2 separate regions of the Mus musculus genome follow, and region 1 is linked to region 2. Evidence: chromatin contacts called from public Hi-C data. All regions are on one chromosome and are shown on one strand. Each heading gives the region's core, a stretch centred on a gene start, on an enhancer-like site or on the middle of the called end of the contact. The rest is flanking DNA. Distances are from core to core; before and after follow the strand shown. Region 1 overlaps Ntm (neurotrimin). Region 2 overlaps Ntm (neurotrimin).

Evidence for each region. Hi-C and Micro-C count contacts between places; a contact is called where the count stands out from the background.
Region 1: a contact with region 2 is called in a Hi-C map of cerebellar granule neurons, with 2.1 times the contacts expected there. The contact joins two enhancer-like sites. A contact is called at or near these places in 3 of 484 Hi-C or Micro-C datasets (cerebellar granule neurons, liver and trophoblast stem cells), 3 of 115 datasets of contacts at active chromatin or transcription factors (VIP interneurons, embryonic forebrain and forebrain) and 1 of 9 other capture datasets (liver).

The regions. Positions count from the first base shown.
Region 1 is chr9:29,407,065-29,410,792 of GRCm38.p6, forward strand. All of the region lies in intron 1 of Ntm (neurotrimin), which reads right to left. Among named protein-coding and RNA genes, the nearest start is that of Ntm, 3.8 kb to the right of the region's middle. Within about 2 kb of position 2,332, at least 1 of the 459 cell types and tissues checked has an H3K27ac peak or open chromatin away from gene starts, as enhancers often do. A contact at or near this core is called in cerebellar granule neurons, where this site is marked.
Region 2 is chr9:29,102,081-29,105,989 of GRCm38.p6, forward strand. All of the region lies in intron 3 of Ntm (neurotrimin), which reads right to left. Among named protein-coding and RNA genes, the nearest start is that of Gm15520, 69 kb to the left of the region's middle. Within about 2 kb of position 2,046, at least 18 of the 459 cell types and tissues checked have an H3K27ac peak or open chromatin away from gene starts, as enhancers often do. A contact at or near this core is called in cerebellar granule neurons, where this site is marked.

The sequences.
Region 1 (3,728 bases), core at 1,082-3,581, 310 kb after region 2:
AGAGGAAGGCACAGATCTCAAATAAGGAACAAACTCCCAGCACAGCCCATCTGTGTGCAGCTCAGGGAGACCTCAGCTCAACAGATGGCATGTATTTGGAACCAGCACACAAGTAACTCCTCAGGAACTACCCTACATCACATGTGACCAGGGCAACTGTGATGGTAGACCGAGGACACCCCAGGTCAAGGGACACAAGGTAAAGAGAGACAGGGGAGTGGGGAGGGGAGTGATCTCAGACACACACTTCTTCAATCATTCGTACAGGTACTGTGTTGATCACTTGCTGTAGCAAAGACACTGGTGAATGCCAATATGCTAAATAAGCCAGAGGGTTTACCTAACCCCAAGAAACTCACTGTACTAGAGAAGAAGGTAACCAAACAAAAGAATGGAATGACTTCAGACAGAGATGAGTGCTCAGGAGAAAGCTGCCACTCTGGTAAGCCAATGTGAAAACACTAAGGCGCTGGGGGGGCGGGGGTTGACATTTGAATTGGGGCAAAATCAGAAATAACTGTGGATAGCATTATTCTTAGTAGTAAGGACAACCAAAGTAAAGCCCTTGGGCAAAGCCATATGCTAAACACTGGGATAAACACCCAAGGAAGACATAGTTCTGCCTTCCAGGACCCTCAGAGTATCTCAGGAACTATCAGAGACCCATAAAGAACCCAGTTTTCTACATCTGGAAGGGGAATCTCTAGATCTACCACAATCTTCTGTGGTACTTTATGGTGTTGCAATATAAAAACTCAGCCTTAATCTTGTACATTAAGTCAGACTTTCTATCTTTAACTCATCCACGAAAAAACATGATGGTTGAGCCACTACAACTCTAGACACAAGACAGGGAGCAGAGACAGTCTCTGGCTTGCTCCCATACCCAGGAAATAGTTCACTTTTGTAGTAGCTGTTTTATTAGTGGAAGGTTCCTCACTGGGCAGAGCCATTGAGTGGCATTCTGATGTTTCCTCAAGGTTTGTACTTGAGCTTGACTAGCCCAGTAGCCATCTTGGGTTCTGAGCTACTTAGTACCATCTCTACTTGTTCTCAGTCCTAACCACTGAGAGCCTCCCTCCACCAGGGGGCACTGTGCTCAGAGCCTCCCCTGTTGCCATCCTAGCCCCATGTATTAATCTGGATTATCTTGTTCACAGGCTGGCCCTGGTGAGTGCACCCAGGACTCCTTCCACACTTCATCTCTTGGCTTTGCACCTTTCCTGAGAGAACCACACAATAAATCTTTATTGTTTGATCACTGTTAACATACAAAAGAAAGTCAGAGAAATCCGGGAAGGCGTGAAGAGTGTTTTGTTTTGTTTTTAACTCATCTGTTTAGTGAGGGAGCTCATGACGTTAAAAGGTGTGATCTTTGCTCTCCCATAATACACTCAGGCCACTCAGAAAGACAGTTACACAACACTACAAAGAAGAAAATGATGGCAGACATTAATCCCCACTGGGGAAGTAGGAAGACACGGTGTTTATTGGGCCCTGATAAGTCTTGGGAAATCTCAATGTACATGGTCTAGTTCTGTTGCTTGCTACTGCTGGGAGTTCAGATAAATGATGCTCTTTGAGTCTCAACTCTCTCATCCATAAAATGGGAGATAATTAAATGAATTTCAGAGAGTAGGGAAGATTAACTGTAATAGTTCATAGTACTATAGAGGCTGGTCAATAAGTGATAATACTACTCAACTTACTAACATCATCATTAGTTAACCTCCTGCTAGACCCAGTTCAAAAATTCCTAGCTATTCCACCTTCATCAAATAATTTTTTTTTCCTGCGAGAGGAGAGGTTAGACTAGGGATCCATCAGGAATTCCGAACAAAGCAAGCACGTTAACAGTAAAGCCATCTCCTCATTTAACAGTAAAATTCTCCAAGAGAGGCTAATTCTTCATGCCAATGCCTCCGTTTTCTCATCTGTAAAATGTGATAATAGTAGCAACTTCATAATGATTATTATTAGAATTCACTTATAATGTTAGGAGGTTGAATGACAGATAGGATATTATATAAAGCACTTTAGTATTCCCTAATACAAGGCGACTTCTCAACAACACTGGGATATTTAGTTTAAAATTCTGTGTCATGTGATCTCACCAAGATGGAAAGTTTAGAAAGGCCTGCAACTCTGTACAGATTGCCAGTGCGGTTGTTTCCTAGTATCTCCAGAAAGATCACTAGAGATAATTAGATAAACTTTTAAAGTTTCTACAAAGTAGAATTTGTTGCTGAGACATTTATTCTCTTTAAGGACTACAAAAGACCTCCAGGATAATACTGATGAGAACAAAGCCAAATAAAAAGTAACCAGCGCAGAAAGCCCTCTGCTGGTCATGAGGGGAACTGCAGTCTTGCTGCAGGGTGGCCTTCCATGTGAGCAGAGGACTTCAGCCCCTATTTCTTGATCAGAAAGAAGACCCTGGATCATCTCATCCCTCAGTTTTAGGGTTCCATCCACTGAGACGTCCACCCTCCTGAAAGTCGCAAAGATATTCGGTCTTTTGGCCTGACACAGCATAGCTTAGATGGTGACCATCCTGATGTATATATAGGGAAGCAGCCTCACCCATATCCTCATAGTGTTGTTTGTGTTCAAACAAGACCACTGTGTGAACTGTCTGCGAAACTGTAAACAAACGCTGGTGTCTGAAAGAGACTACGGCAAGAGCAAAGCAGTCAATACATAATAATGCCCTGTTAGAAACAAGTCCAGGGCCCTGGCACCTGCTGGATACAGTCACTCTCAAAAGGCCATATCCTCCTGAACTATGGGACTACTGCTGTCCTGGGGTGACATTTTGGTCACTCCAATCCCCTTGCTTCCCTTAGAATGTGAGAGTCACTGTGGAGGTCTATTGATAGCTTCAGATCTCTAGGTCACTGACCAACTTCTTTTCTCTTTTGTCACTGTTCTGTGTGTGGATAGGTGTCTATGTGTATCTAAAACAATCCACCATAGATAGTGTCTCTATTTTGTCCCTGGAGGTCTGCTCCCTGTAGCCAAGGATTAGGGTCAGAGGGGGCATCTACAGAACACTAAATTTTCTTGACTATATTGTTTAGAGGTTTGTCTTTGTTTTGAAGAAGTCTGGAACCGATGCATATTTAAAACCAGATAGTTCATCTTAATCTAAAGTAGTCCCTACAAAGTTCATTCATGTGACAATAAGTAACCAGGAGTTCCTTGGAGTCATAAGAGTTAGGTCCTCAAAGACAAAGGATTTGGGGATGTTTGCAGCCCCTTGTGTGGTTTCTTTAAATCACGTGTATTTTTTGAAAATGTCCTCACAACTCAACTCTGTAATATCAGCACTCACTCCCCAAGATCGTCTGTCCTGTGGGTACCCTGTGCACAGTCCACAGGTACTCCAAGCTCATCACTGATGGAACCAGGACATTTGGCACCAAGGCCAAGGTTCATTTCCCAAGAATCTCCACGTTAGAGGATGAAAATAGTTTCCTGTTGCCTGCAGTCAGTACCATTGGCCAGTTTTTAAAACTTTATTAAAAAGGACACACTAAGTCAAGGAGAGGTACGGAGAGTTGCTTGCTCCCTTAAAAATTCCAGAGATGAGAATTTCCCATTACAATCATCCGGCGTGTAGCCCTCCTGTGAGTGGTGTGGTTTTATCAACTGGAAATGGAGTCAGTGCTTCAGTAGCAATATCGCGAGGGAGACAGTCTTGCCCCACTTAGCACAAAATGTAGCTA
Region 2 (3,909 bases), core at 796-3,295:
AATATTTGCCTTTCTAAGAGTTGCCATGGCCATAGTGTCTCTCCACAACAATAGAAACCTTAACTACAACAATGCATTTTCAATATTTGAGCCTATGAGATAACTTATATGTAAGCAGAACTTGACATCAAACTTGACAACCTGATTTGAGAACCAAGATTCACTTGGTCAAAGAAGAGAACTGTCTTTCCCAAGTTGCCCACAGAGCTTGAGGCTCTGTGTGTGTTGAGTTATACACACACACACACACACACACACACACACACACACACACACACACATACACACACACACACACACACACACACACACACACGTAATACTAAAAGGATTTAAATGATGTAAAGAAATGAAGCTCTGGTGTCTTACTCTTTACCTTCTAAGATTTGATTTGAGTTTAAATTATATCCAAAGGGCTTATTTTTATTTTTGTTTTGGTGTGAGACACAGTTTCACTTCATAACTAGATCTAGCTAGCTTGGAACTTATTATGTCAACCAGGAGTGCCTCAGTATTGTGGTGGTCTTCCTGCTTCTGCATCCTATGTTTCTTGGATTGAACACATGTACAACCATACCAGACAGAAACTCTCGGTGGATGCAAAGAAATATGAGGGCTGATAGGACCATCTCCCCAGCATTATCTACTCTCTCCTGCCACTATCCCTTGCAGTGCTCCTGCAGCAGCCCTTGAAGATGAAGCAAAATGGCTTCAGTAAGGACTGTTCTTAGATCCTGGATCTCTTAGGTAACTTGAGAATATCAGATCTCTGTGGGTGACTAGAAAAAAAAGCCATTGTCCCTGATTGGAAATGTGTGAAAGTGCTCTTGGATCCCAGAGAAATGAGTGACTTGCTGTGGCTAAGGAATATCATCAGAGGCTTACAACTTGGTATCTTGGTCTTGAAGCAAGAATACAATTCTTGAGTAAAAGAGTGATCTAAGTAGAGAAGAGGGCATGGGTCACAGTGAGGTCTTCCTGCATGTGTTGGCTTGTCTGAGCTGTTGCTTTGACAATGCTGTATATGGTATTGGAGAGTAGTGAGGTCATGAAAAGTCTAGGTACCATTGCAAGAAGCAGGAATTAATGCAAGAAAGAAGTGAGGCTTCAGATTTCGTGACCACTGCCCAGCATGACCCAGCCACTAACAAGGAAGTGACAACTTCTCTCCAGCTGGATATGTTTTCAATGCCCAACTCTCTCAGACCTCTCATCCAAACTTTCATAGAAATGAATTCCATCTGATACATCCAAATCCCCAGAAAATGGAAGATACACCATACAGCTCTGAAGAGCCTAGTGCAAAAGAATGCACAAAGTACTGTGTACTCCATCCTTGCCATCAGGAAGCATTTACATTGAATAGATGCCCAGGGAACCCCCATGTCCACTTTTGGGACAAAGACACAGATAAAGCCAGGTTCTTCTAATGGCTTATCTAGATTCTGATATTTCAGTAGAAGACAGGCAGGTGGCAAACAACTCTCAGCAGATTTCCCAGGCAGGGAGCTGCCCAGACAAGAAGCAAAAAGAGTAAATACCAGTTCTCTCTCCTCTCCCAAGTCTTTCTTTCTCATACACTTTATAGCTTTATGGTACAGCCATGACTAGAGAGCTAAACAATACCCCTTTGGTCAGTGCAGAAAAGATGTCCAGCCTTCTCTGATTAATAACAAGGTGATTCAATCAAGCAGAGTTTCTAAAAGTAACCCAAAAGCATGGAACACCTTACAGAGTCTCTCTGTCTCTGTGTCTCTGTCTGTCTCTATATCTCTGTATCTCTGTGTCTCTGTCTCTGTCTCTGTCTCTGTCTCTCTCTCTCTCTCTCTCTGTCTCTCTCTCTGTCTCTCTCTCTCTCTCTCTCTCTCTCTCTCTCTCTCATTTTGGGGCAGTGCCATGTCCAGGTAAGGTGACACCTTTAGCTCCCTCAGCTTCTCTCTGCCAGGAACTTTTTCGTTTGCTGTCCTAATGATCCCCATGCCACACAGGGCCTGATGCTGGTGCTGACAGGCTGCTCATTAGTGCCAGGGTGCTGCAGTCAGCCGATGGCATGCCAGAGCTCCACTCCTGACACTTTTTCACAGAGCTGTCACAGAGTCATAGAGCCTGCCAGCTCTGGTTGAACTCAAGCTGTGATACCTCCAGTGCCAATTAATGCGTCAGTGTCCTGCTTGGCTGGGAGGACGCTTTGTCAGTGCTGACAAATGGGAAACCAGGCAAGCCAGTGGTCGACAGGGTAGCGGGTGTGTGGTTCAGGACACTCACAAGGAAAGAGCCCATGTAAAGGGTCACTTTGCTCTCAGCAGCTTGTTGACTATTCAAGTGTTCAGAAATAAGGACTACCAATCTTCCACTAGGCTTCCTCAAGCATGGTTGAGGAAGACGTGACAACAGGAAAAGGCTGTTGACATGAACGCAGAAGTTCTGTGGACATGGATGCAAATACCCAGCCTGTGTTGCATTAAGAGGCTTTGTTTTGAAAGTCAATAGACACACTTTTCCTGTCATTCTACCCTAATACATGTATGTAACTCTGAGACGAATGTGCAGTTTCCTGCCTACGTTCTATTTACCCACCAAGCATAAGGAGCTAGGGAAGAGAAGAGGCAGGGTGGATGCATGCATTTAAAATGAGGATTTTCTTTTGTCCAATTAACTGCCTTTTGCTTTACTCAAAGCAGAGGATGGGAGCATTTTCACATATATTCTACTGTCCTCTTGTCTACTTTAGAATACAGTGCTTAGGAGCCACACACGAGGCAGTTAACTACAGTAAATGGTAGAAGGCTTAAGCTGTCCTGGAAGAGCAAGATGAAGAACATATTCTAGAAACACACATCTCAGCAGTTGATGGCACCAAGACCCAGAGTGTATCAAACGGCCCGATATCAAAGCAAGTGTGAGTCTTCTTCTGCGAAAATGAACTTGAAGATGGACTCCACCTTTCAGCCTCCCACTATGCCAGGTTCCCTTGAAGTGACTTCAGGAAGGTCTGGGAGGGCCTACAAAGGCCCACTGCAAAGTGTCCTGGAGTCTGGCTAAGGGTTCCACTGGGGAAAACATGCCAGATCCCTCTCTAAATATCATAGTGGAGGAGAACTTCCAGGAGTAAGACTGGAGCATTGCACTGGGAGAAGTGATATGCCACTTAGGAGCTGTACCAATGAACAGTGCTGTATACCACACCAACAGTATACTCTACATGGTGTTTATGCCCTAGGGAATATGCACAAGGTCAAGAAAGCAAAAGAAGCAGACTGTGTCCCCAAAGAATTTCTGAAACAGAGATGTTCCAATTGAACCAGGTCTGGAACGTATCAGCTCTGTGGACTTTCTCAGTGCATCTTGCTTTGCCTTGGCATACGGTACTATTTGGGTTTTTTAGAAGAGGATGTAATGGGTCAAGAATTTTAATAGGAAAAAAAACAGGTACTGAATATCACTGCACATGGAGGACTCTATCAGGCGCTCAGTGGCTCTTGGTTCCAAAGTTGTGAAAAGACCATAGATTCTTGACTGGACTCAAACCTTTTCCTGAGCTTCAAGTAGGTCACCAGGCATGTAACAAGGTAAGAATTCCAACTGTCTCTCTAAAGCTTGGGCCCCTCAATGAATCTGGTATCAGGGATATAGGAACACTTTCCTGTGAAGTGAAGCAGCCTACTGTAGTGGTTTTCAGGATATATTAAAAGGGAAAATATTTCTGCATACTCAGAGAAAACTGAGAATAAGACCGCGTTAAAGTGTGTCTACATAACGAGAAAGATGAAGCCCAGAGTCCTGAGCAGGAAGCAGCCTAGCTTCTCTGACTGCACCTGTACACATACTGACCCTTAGTAGGGAGTTTGGCTTGGGCTTTCATGGGGTAAGCCACAGCTCTTTCTTATGAGGACATGAAATGAGAACTTT